Linked DNA regions of Gossypium hirsutum: region 1 is linked to region 2. Evidence: chromatin contacts called from public Hi-C data. All regions are on one chromosome and are shown on one strand. The core of a region is the stretch at or near the end of the contact, and the rest is flanking DNA. Distances in the headings are between cores, read along the strand shown. Region 1 holds the start of LOC107903879. Region 2 holds the start of LOC121217986.

Evidence for each region. A called contact is a pair of places that touch in the nucleus more often than the background predicts.
Region 1: a Hi-C map of leaf shows a contact between it and region 2, with 2.4 times the contacts expected there. The contact joins the promoter of LOC107903879 here to the promoter of LOC121217986 in region 2. A contact is called at or near these places in 2 of 34 Hi-C or Micro-C datasets (hypocotyl and leaf).

The regions. Positions count from the first base shown.
Region 1 is chrD05:50,191,535-50,196,635 of Gossypium_hirsutum_v2.1, forward strand. LOC107903879 reads right to left here and starts at 2,456. Exons shown (of 2, transcript XM_016830056.2): 1 at 1,038-2,456; 2 at 1-781. The coding sequence starts at 2,266.
Region 2 is chrD05:49,963,872-49,969,700 of Gossypium_hirsutum_v2.1, forward strand. It overlaps LOC121217986, which reads right to left and starts at 3,261. Exons shown (of 9, transcript XM_041094812.1): 1 at 2,621-3,261; 2 at 2,143-2,220; 3 at 221-895; 4 at 1-80. The coding sequence starts at 2,920.

The sequences.
Region 1 (5,101 bases), core at 1,206-3,705, 230 kb after region 2:
AGGCTGAGTGTAATACATTTGAGCATGAGTTGGATCAGTGAATTCATATGCATATGTGGCAGCTGTGCCGGAGGTAGGTGCAACAGATTGTGATGCATGATGAATCTGAGAATAACCCGCATATTGTTGCTGATGCTGGCTGTTTTGCACTTGAACCAGTTGTGGGTTACCAGTATTTGTCGTTCTGTATACACCAGCAGCAGCAGTCATTTCAGGTTTAGCAAGAGGAGCATTTCTCATAGGGTTGTATGCTACATGAGTAGGAGCCATGGTAGGATTGGAAGGAGTCTGCGGCCGGCTCGATGGGATCCCTGTGGGGGCTTCATTAATGCTAGGTTGCTGGACAGGCATGTTGTAAGCTTGAGGCTGCCTCGCGGACACATAATACAGGGGATATTGCTGATCAATCTGTGTTTGATGATGGTGAAGTTGCTGTTGGGAAGGATATACAGGATAATAAGCTGAGATCGGCACTGCCCCAGACTGGTGATGATGAATGTAATGCGGGGCACCAGCAGCATGCAAGAACTGCTGCTGCTGCTGCTGCTGCTGCTGTTGTGGTTGCTGCTGTTGATCAAATTGTGGTTGCTGCAATACATAACCAGAATCCTGAACTTGTTGTTGTATCTGAACTCGGCCGATTGAGTTCGGATCAGAGATATTAAGCTTTGGATCAATAGCGTTTGCAGGGATCCTGTTAACCCCAGATGGGATTTGAACAACTGGGTCTTGATAAATCACAGGCTTTTGGCGTGATAATGGATTTGTAAAACTACCGTCACTGAACAAATGATAAACAACAATCTCAGCAACTTTTTAAAGGCAAAGCCAAGCACAAATGAAGAATAGAAGCAATTACTGTCACTGAACAAATTAAAAACAACGATCTCAGCAACTTTTTAGAAGCACGACCAAGCATAATTGAAGAACAGAAACTACCGTTACTGAACAAATAAAAACGATCTCAGCAACTTTTATGGGTAAATCCAAGGATAATTAAAGAAGAGAAGTGGGTTCGATGATTATGGAAACAGTACCTTGAGATGGAATCTGGAGAAGCCAAATCTTGACCACTGTTATACTTCTGTTGATTCTGAAGAGGTAAACCCTGAGGCTGAATCACTGGAGTTTGTGTTTTCCTATATCCCACAGGAACCCCATGATCCGATCTCTCATCATCGGAAAGACCCCGATTCGAATACTCCCCAGGAACCACTCCTGAATTCAAGCCCACCCCACCACCAGAAGCAGCGATGCCGGCAGGCATCGTTGGCGGCATCGACATAGCCGCAAATACTTCATCCTGTTGCTTCACTGCACCACCAGCACCACCAGTAGCAGCAGCAGAAGTAGCAGTCACAGTAAATTGAGCAAACTGTTCCTCGATTCCCACTTTATGCTCTTTCTGATCCTCAACGTGGACCCGGATCGGAGGCAAGTTAGCAAGCGAAGGAGAAGAAGAAGTAGAACCAAAAGAAGAAGTGGTTTCAAGCATAGGAGAATCAGGAACGGAGTGAACATCTTGACCTTTGGAATTCATATTCTTTTGGCTCCCACTCCCTTCATCTTTCAAACCAACTTCAACAACGTTGCCCTGACGATCATCATCCAAACCCAACAAATTGACGTTGGTCGTGGGATCCGAAAACCCTCGGTTCAACAACCCGGACCCATTCAACGCGTTAAGGAACCACTCATCGGACTTGGTGGAATTGTTAATAATGGGCCCAATTGAATGAGAAGACGTTAGGGTTCCGTCGGGATTGAGAGGGAAAAGAAAGAGGCGAATACGAGAGGACTTGCTGGACGACGTCGTTTGGGAACAAGTTCGGTCGTATTCATCGATCATGTTCTCGAGGTCTTCATCAGTTGTAACGGAGATGAGAGAATCGAGGTCTTCGGAGGGAAGTTGATACTTGAGAGTAAAAGGGCAGCCGCGGAGAAGAGAAAGGGAGAGGCGGTGGTGGAGGGAAGCGAGGGAAGTGTGGCGATCAACAACAACCATACGAGTGTCACCGCCGACGTAACATAAGGATTTGTCATGGGGGCGAGGGACGATGGTGCCGCCATAGCTGCACATGAGGCGGAGCTTTGGGTGGAGAGTAGTGGGAAGAGCAGGGTCGTCCCATGAGTCCGTGTTGCGGGAGCGTGGGGAAGAGTCTATGGAGTCGGGATAGGTGGCGGGGGGAGCGGCGGCGGCTGCAGCAGTGGCAGTGGTGGTGGAAAGTGGAGGAGCTGCCGCGGATGGCGGAGGCGGGGATTCCATTAGAGGATTTTCGCCGGGGGTGGAGGGTGGGAGGGATTTGGAGAGAGAGAGAGAGAGAGAGAGAGAAGGAACAAAAAATAGAGAGAAAAGGGAGATGCTTGGGTAGCGGAAAGCTTTTGCTTAGCTGGTTTTGCTTAGCTGTTTCTTCGTTTCTCTTTTTGCCCTTTTTTTTCTTTTTGAGTTTTGAATATCTTTGAAAAAATCCAAAATTTTATGATTTTCCTTTAGATTTTTCAAATTAAGACAATTAGGACTAAAACCTCATCTATAATAAAATATATTTATGCCTATGCTCTTTTAAGTAAATAATTATTTTTTTATAGTTTGTTACATAATTAAAAATTAACAGGTTTTACTTTTTAAATTTTTAAATAATTCAGTTTATCTCATGATGACATCAACTTATGCTATATATCTATTTATTAATAAAGATAAATAAATAATTTAATTTATATAAAAAACTACTTTCCTTTTACTCAAGCTTTCTTTTTATTTTTCGTTTGGTTTATTATTCATGTAGTTCTTTTTTATTAATAATTTTTAATTTTTATTAAATACAAGTTTAAGTCTTGTTAGCATGATTTCAAGATTTAAACTTAGTCCAAATATTTCGTACAATAGTTCATTTTTAATAACTTATTTATTGGTATTTTTAATAATTATTAGTTAAAAAATCCTTTAAATTAGAGAAAAAAAACATGTTTAAAGGTGGTCAAATTCAAATCCTCTTAATTACTACAATAACAATAATGCCAACTGAAATAATATTAATTATACTCCTAATGTATGCAATGGATAGCTTCTGAGAGGTACGACTCATTCACTCTCTACTTATGAAAGACTAGCAAGTTAGATTCTGACATATTTCAAGAAAACAAAATAAGATTGCAGATTACTTGGTGAAGATGGCTACTAGAGATTTAAATACGGTTTGCACTTTTAAAGAGCCTCCAGCCTTTGTTGTTGGCTGAACTTCAGCAACTCAAAACTATGGAAAATTCTCATTAGAACTATATTGATGTAGTTGATTTCTGCTACTTGTTTTTTATAAAAAAATATTTTTTTTTGATAGAAATTTAATTCAATAAGATACGGATATATTTCTTCTACAATGACATCAAATATTTTTTTTAAAATTAAATTACATAAACGCTTTTAATTTATTTAATATTATGAACTTAACTTGATTTTATTAGCAAATCTATAGTATCTTGTCAACTTGTTCATACCCCATCACCATTATATTGCAATATATTATATTATACCGAAGATTAAACGTAAGACGGTTGAAGAAAATCTTACCAAACAAAAATGGCTTAATGAAGGGAATCAGGGATGATTTAAATTGTTGTTATTTTTGTACTAGTATTTTTTAAGTACCATAATCTTATTTAAAATAGTATATTCATATAAATTTAAAATGATAATAATTCATGTTATATATATTTCTGAAAATTTTATATATCAATATCATGTCTATATTATTATATTTTAATTATTTTTATCAAAATATAATGATTTAATTTTATTTTTCCGTATTTAATTGTATTATATTTAAATTATGGGATAAATACAAAAGGCAACATCTTGAGGATATGAACAGGTAAGAAAGTCCTAAAAGGCAACCTCCCAATCCTTGACCGCCTAGAAACCCAATCAGCTCCATATTTGCTTCACGCTTTCAGTCCAAAGGTAGGTCCAGCACGTAAGGGTCACGTTTTGGGCAAAAATTATATGTTTCGGGTTATATATTTTCAGGATTAATATGCAAATTTGTTATTATATTTTAAGTGGAGATCAATTTTTATTATATTTTATTTCTATTGATATTTATCATTGTTATCATTAATTAGAGATAAAATTATCATTATAATTTAATTCTATATTGAATTTTGTGGTTTTATTTTTATTGTGCATATATGCTGTTTTTTTTAATTGGTCAAATAGCTCTTCTTCTTCTTTTTTAATTTTGAGAAATATGTTGTTTTTGGGGAGAGTGTGTGAAAACACGTCCAGCTGGGTGCACTTTCCTCCGACAGTCGTTTTTCCAATGACTTTTTATATGTTGGCAACGGTAAAAAATTTTAAAGGCCAACGGTAATTTTTTTTCCCTATAAATACTAGATCATTTTTCATTCTTTTCATTCAAATCCAAATCCCTATTCTCTCTAAACTCTCAATTATCACAATTCTCTCAATTTCCTCAAGTTTTGTTCGAAATTTTCCTATACACTTGTTTAAAAATACTATAGTTTTATTTAATTATTTCGTATATTCATTTAGATTAAATTTTTACGAATGGTAAGCTCTCTGATTCGTTTCAACAATAAGCACATTTCTGTCGCTTAAGGGATAATGGTAAGGAGAAATTCTAAATTTCGTTATTTTCAATTAAGTTAATTTAAAGTTTTTTAATTTTTAAAATATTTTATTTTGTCGATATAAATAGGTGGATGATCGTGTTTTGGAGGGGTTCATGCATAATTTGTCAAAGAGTCCAGACACCGAAATTCTTGGTTATTTGCAAGACGCAAGATTCTTACATGCATCTTGTATGCTCGGGAACTGCAAATTGGATCATACACTTATCAGCGTGTTGGTGGAAAGATTGTGACCCTATATACATACATTTCATCTTCCACGTGGTGAGTGTACAATCACACTTGAGAACATAACTTTACAACTTGATTTACTGGTGGATGAGCCAGTTGTTACTGGGTCAGTGGTCGTTCCTGATAAAAAGGACCTTTGCGAGGCATTTTTGTGGAAGGTGCCGAACAGTTTTCAAGGTGGCCGACTGGATATGAAGTGGTTGGAAAATAATTTCAAAGAACT
Region 2 (5,829 bases), core at 2,011-4,510:
AGCAATATGCCTCCCATTGAGTGACCAATTGCAAGCAGTTTTCCATCCTTTGGCTTTGTCTGTGCCCTTATGTATTCCATCTATACGAACGGAAATTAAATTTGTCAATTCAACCTCGGGATTGTAGGCATGAATAGCATGTAAAATGAAAAACAAGAAGCAGAACTCATACATTCTAATTAAAGTACAAATGAGTGAGATTTGCAAAATGTCACCTTACCGCAGCAGGAACATCCTCCTCCAAATAGTGATCAAAATCCCAATCATACTTCACAATCAAGTCAAGTTGTTTCTGAAAATCTTCTATTGTTGAAGAAAGCCTCTCTTGAATATCAATGAACTGAGGTGAAACAGATCGTTGGCCTCCCTCAATAATATTTACAAGTCTTTGACTCAGATCTCTAATTTGGCTGGCAATAACTGAGTTTTGTTGTTTTTCTAATACGTTGGCGAGCTTTATCCTCACCTCCTCAAAGCGTTCAGATAATTGAGAATCTTCCAAAAGTTTTGATATCTGATCTAATAGTTTAGTTGATATTAGTCTTGATTGACTTTCACTAAGAAAGCCAGAAAGTCTCTCAGACAAACGCATGAAAATTTCTGTTAACTCTGCAACCAATTTTGCTTCATCCCATGCCGTTCCAATCCCTATTGAATCTTCTCTAAGAAAATAAAACTCAGAATCGGATAGGTAACCAGAAACACCGGTTGGCTGCTTCTGAGGAGACACTTCATTTGCCACACTCTTAGCTATAGCTTCAATCTGCTCAGATACTGCATCAGCAGATTGCTTAAGTTCTTTCAAATTTGATGCCTGCACACTCAGCCCAGCACCACGAAACTCAAGAATCCATGTGTCAAATCCTTGGCCAGACATGTATCTCGCAAATGAAGACTGCATACCGAATTTATCAGGAAAAGTATCATATTTATCAGTACATGAGAAGGAAATAATATTAAGCATCTTGGAGGATACATGTAAATTTGGAAGGTGTTGTTTATTTAAGTATTCAAGTAACCATGCCAAAACGGGAAGAATAAATGGAACTTAGCATGAGAGAACCTAGAGAATAGAATATTTTGTAATGTAATTTCTTCCATAAAATGTATAGGCTACATTTGTTGTCTAAACAAGGCTATCTATACAATTGTCAAAGAAATGCACAACAGGTTTTCTAATGAAGTCAACAGGTGATGACTGTTGGTGACGTAAAGGGTCCATATGGATTGAACTGTCAAGTGTAAGTTTCACATTAAGCTTGGTTCAACAATATATGCCTAATGGCTCATCAAGGATCAGGCTTGGGCTTTAGAAATTATGACATCTCACAGGTAGCTATCACTTGGATAAATAAAGGTGATGATTTAATATATATTTATAATATCAACAGCTACTAACATACAACATGGTACATTAAATGGTTTTCCAGGACTCGTCAGATTTTGGTTTCTATGAAGCATCAAGAGGATCATAGAAAATCTCAAACTGAAAATGTTTGGGGTTGTATTAATTATAAGCTAAAGATAAAATGTCCATTACTCCTGGTCAATCCATGAGCAAACACAGCTAAACAACATCATGCAGCATAAAACCTATATAATCTGAGAGAAAAACAATTGAGCATCCATACTAAAAGCAAAAAAGAGCATACTGAAATGGACAGAAATACAAGACTAGTGAACCCAAAACCCACTCTGAGATACATGAAATGGCTCTTTTTTTGTCATAAAAAAATTCCTTTTGAAATAATAATTTGAAGAAAAAAACACAAAAAACAAATTAATGAGGATCCTTGATTAGGTATGGTTATTTCATCTAGTATGACTTAACATGTATTCTCATCCCAAATTAAAACTAAAAATTAAAGAGTTAATGATAGAACTAGAACTGTTTTATAATTTTATTTTATACTTTTCAGTTTATAACCACAATGATGCTGGACAGTAATGTCCAAACTAATTGGAGGCCAAACATTCCAATGCTTTGTTTTAACTAACAGAAAATAGAAGATTTCAACATTTCCAAACTTTTCCTCCATATAAAAAGATAAAAAATAATAACATTCTACTATTTCAAAACAAAAACACATAAGATTGAAATTAAGTAAATTAGCATAAAATTAAAAGCAGAACTTAATTTACCTCAGGAGAAATATCATACCCAATGGCATTAGTCCCCAGTCCAGATAATAATAATAGAGGGTGATTTCTAGGTAGCGCCTGTTAAAAAAGAAATCATTCTCTCTATCTATAAATAAAAACAATTAGGCAGCCAAACATAAATTTGGATTTCAAAATTAGTATAAATTGCACATATAAATATAATATTCAAGATATATCACAAATTCATATATACCTTTCAAATATATAATTTAGACATAATGTAGGCGTATCTATATCATATTCAGATAACATATTCCAAATCTTCACATTCATGTTCTCAAACATAGCATTACAATCAATCTCAACTAAACTATACCTATTTGTCTCATAATTTATATAGCATACTTCAGATCTTCACACTCGCATTCTCAAACATAGCATCATGGAAAGAAAGAAAGTAAGAAAGAAAAATACTAGTAATAACAAAATCCGCAAAGTGAAAGAGAAGAAAAAAAACCTGAGGAGGAGGGTGATAACGCCAGAGGGCAAGGCGCCAATCAGAATTAGGTAGAGGCACATAGTGGAGCTCGTCGGCTGTACAAATAGAAGGCTTTTCGGTAACGGCAGGATCGTTGGAGAAAGCTCTTGGGAGTGGCCGTAAAGAGGTGGAGGAATGAGAGTGGAGAGATGGAGGGCGAGGGCGAAACCGACGAGGGAGGGTGAAGTTCCGTCTAGGACGGAAACTGCAGGAAGTGGAGGAAGCGAACCGGATATCGGATTCGAATCGGGATTGGGAATGGAATTGGAGCGTGGTCATTTTCTTTGAGTCGCTGCTGCTTCTGCTTCCAAACGCTTTGAATTTTGATTGCTTTTCTCTCTTTTGGTTGAATAGCGAATGTGGACTTTTTGGATGATGATTTTGAGTTGGCTACGGCTTGGCATTTGTCCCTGATGGCCACGTGGTGAATGTGATGGTTAAATTCGCGAAAATTGAAAGCGCTATATGATTTTGATTACTTTAGCTCACCCGGACAACTATGGTAGGATACCAAATACCAGTCCTTCTCACGCTTTTCTTAACATTACACTCCATACGTGACGGTTTGTTTTTACCCAAAGATGAGAAAAGGGGGGGGGGGGGGGAGCAATTTGCCTAAATGCTTACTTTATTCTGTTAATGAATATTACAAATATTTGGGTAAACCATACAACTTAGTTACTTAATTATAGCATGTTTCTCTTTTATTTACCAAACTATAAAAATATTCATTTTCATCATTAATATTATCATTTGTTTTTGTTGTATCCACCCTCGTCAAATCATTAATAGAAATCATGGCATTAATTGGTATCCTCAACACTAATACATTATATCAATTTAATTCTAATTTTAAATAATTTAACAAATTTGACCCTCTATATTTACAAATTTCATCAATTTGCAACATGAGAAGTCAAAGATTGCATAATCATTCACCTTTTGAGTAGGGATGGCTAACAACAATGCCATAACTTCACAAGATGACTTGTCACAATCTAACTCATACTTGAGGTGTAATATCTCGTTCGGCGTAGTCTAGGGAATTGAAGTACTATTTATGGAGATAGACTTATAGAATAAATTCTAAGAAAATAAATGTTAAGAACTTGCTAAGTGCTTGAGGACTGCGAGCACACCTTTGGGCGAAGTCTATGTTAAGACGAGCTTAGTGGTTGCCAAAGCTCCTTTACTGAGTGTATGACACCTCAACTAATAGATGTTAGTGTTTATTTCTTAGTATTGTTAGCCTTATTATTTTGGTTGAACGAGATACTTAGCCTGAAAAGGGTTAGTTAGAATAAGACAAGATATCTGATATTGAGAGGACATGCATTTAAGAAGAAAGAGAAAGTTATTACTCATAGTTATCAAAGGAGGGGTAGTGGGGAGAATAAACTTGCTCACTAAGTTTTTCCTTCTGTGCATGCTAGTATAAAGCCAATATTAGCTTATTGACCAAGCTTTGTGCTTTCTTTGGCAAACTTTATTTTCTCTCTAAATTCTCTTTCTACAACACCTGGGAACACTCTAAAACTAAGGCTAGTTTGAAGGTTTTGGTTCCTTGTATTTAGCAAACTTCATCGATGTTTGATACCTAGTAAATGTCAACATAACTTAAGCTATTATCATGGTTATTTATGGGGCCTTAGGATTTCATGATCTAGGATCAATTTAGAAGGAAAGTGTGGAGGAAACTTCCAGATTTTGGGTTTTTTTGATTTAGTATTCTTGAAACCTTGCTTAGTTTTTCTTAAGAACATAATATCTTAAGTTAACTATTTATGTCATAGCTCAAGAAACTCCCGAAGGCTTTTAAGACAAAGGCAAGGGACCTGCGGTCTGACCCTTGCTATATTTTCTGGTGAGTTCCTTTATACCCCATGTGTGTGTATCGTGTTTCTGTTCATGTCTGGTTCAAGATAAGTTCACATGTCTGGTGAAAAGTCTAGTATTGCATGTTCATGAAAGTGATAAAGAACCTTACTTTGTGTGAAGTCATCACCCATTTTACTCTGAAAAAGGAACCATATGGTCAAAATAAAGAAAAGCATTCATAGCGTTGCCTTTGATGAAATATTCATCAAATTGGCAAATTGTGGTACATGAAACACGACTTTGTAATGAATTCATGGCGTTGCCTTCGATGCAAAGTGCATTGAACAGATTGCTGTACATGAATAATGGTTATGTAGCCTCTAATAAGGTAGGAACATTGCAAACTAGACTGGCAAGCATGGCAAAGGAAACAAAATGAATGATTGATCTCTGAACACGAACTAGGGTTTTGGCTAACTCGAAAAAGGTTGTTTGTGTGAATGCATGGGCTTAATGTATATGCCAAAGGAGCTTAGTTTGCCATAAGGCTTGTGTAAGTTTAGTATTCGCTAATGGGCAGATTCTATAAAGTCTGCTTATATAGTATTCATCAATGGGCAAACTAAGTGTTTCACTAGTCTTAGCTATCGGAGCAATTGATTCCACGAGTGGAGACATAAATGTATTCATTGGTAGAATGATACATTGGATTGGACCCAAGATGAATTAATTCTGAATTCGTTTTTGAATTAATTCACTTATGATGTTCATGGTGTGATTTACTTAAATCTTGAGTTAGTCACTGACCATGCGTATGCAACTCATGTGCTTTAATATAAGTGGAGGCTTATGGTTTAAAGATGATCAAGCCCGTAGACGATATGTTGGGTACATGACTTGTGTATGGCATGACTTTACTAGAAATAGTGGAATTCATAGCTCAATTAAAGAGTTAATGATATCTTCTCATTGGCATTATGTGGAGTGATAAATATAGAACGTGGCCACGGGTTGTTTGTTCTCGAACGAGTAATTTATCACAGTCATTTGTTGACAATGATCATATTAATAATTAATAAGACACAATGGTGACAATGAGATAAAATAGGGTTGTATTAAGTGAACAGATTTAACTAAAAGGAATCAAGGATATCATATGAGGCTAACACACACATAACGAGGTCATTGGACAAAGTAGTTGGAGGAATTGCTTTCGTAAAGAATATACAAAAAGGAGTTTTCAATTATGGTACTTCTTGTGGACTTATTCCATGATTAAGTAATTGCAAATTATTGGGACGATGCTTCTGGACATAATTACAATCACTAAAGCCTAATTGTATATGTCCGATTGGTCCTACCGCTAGCTC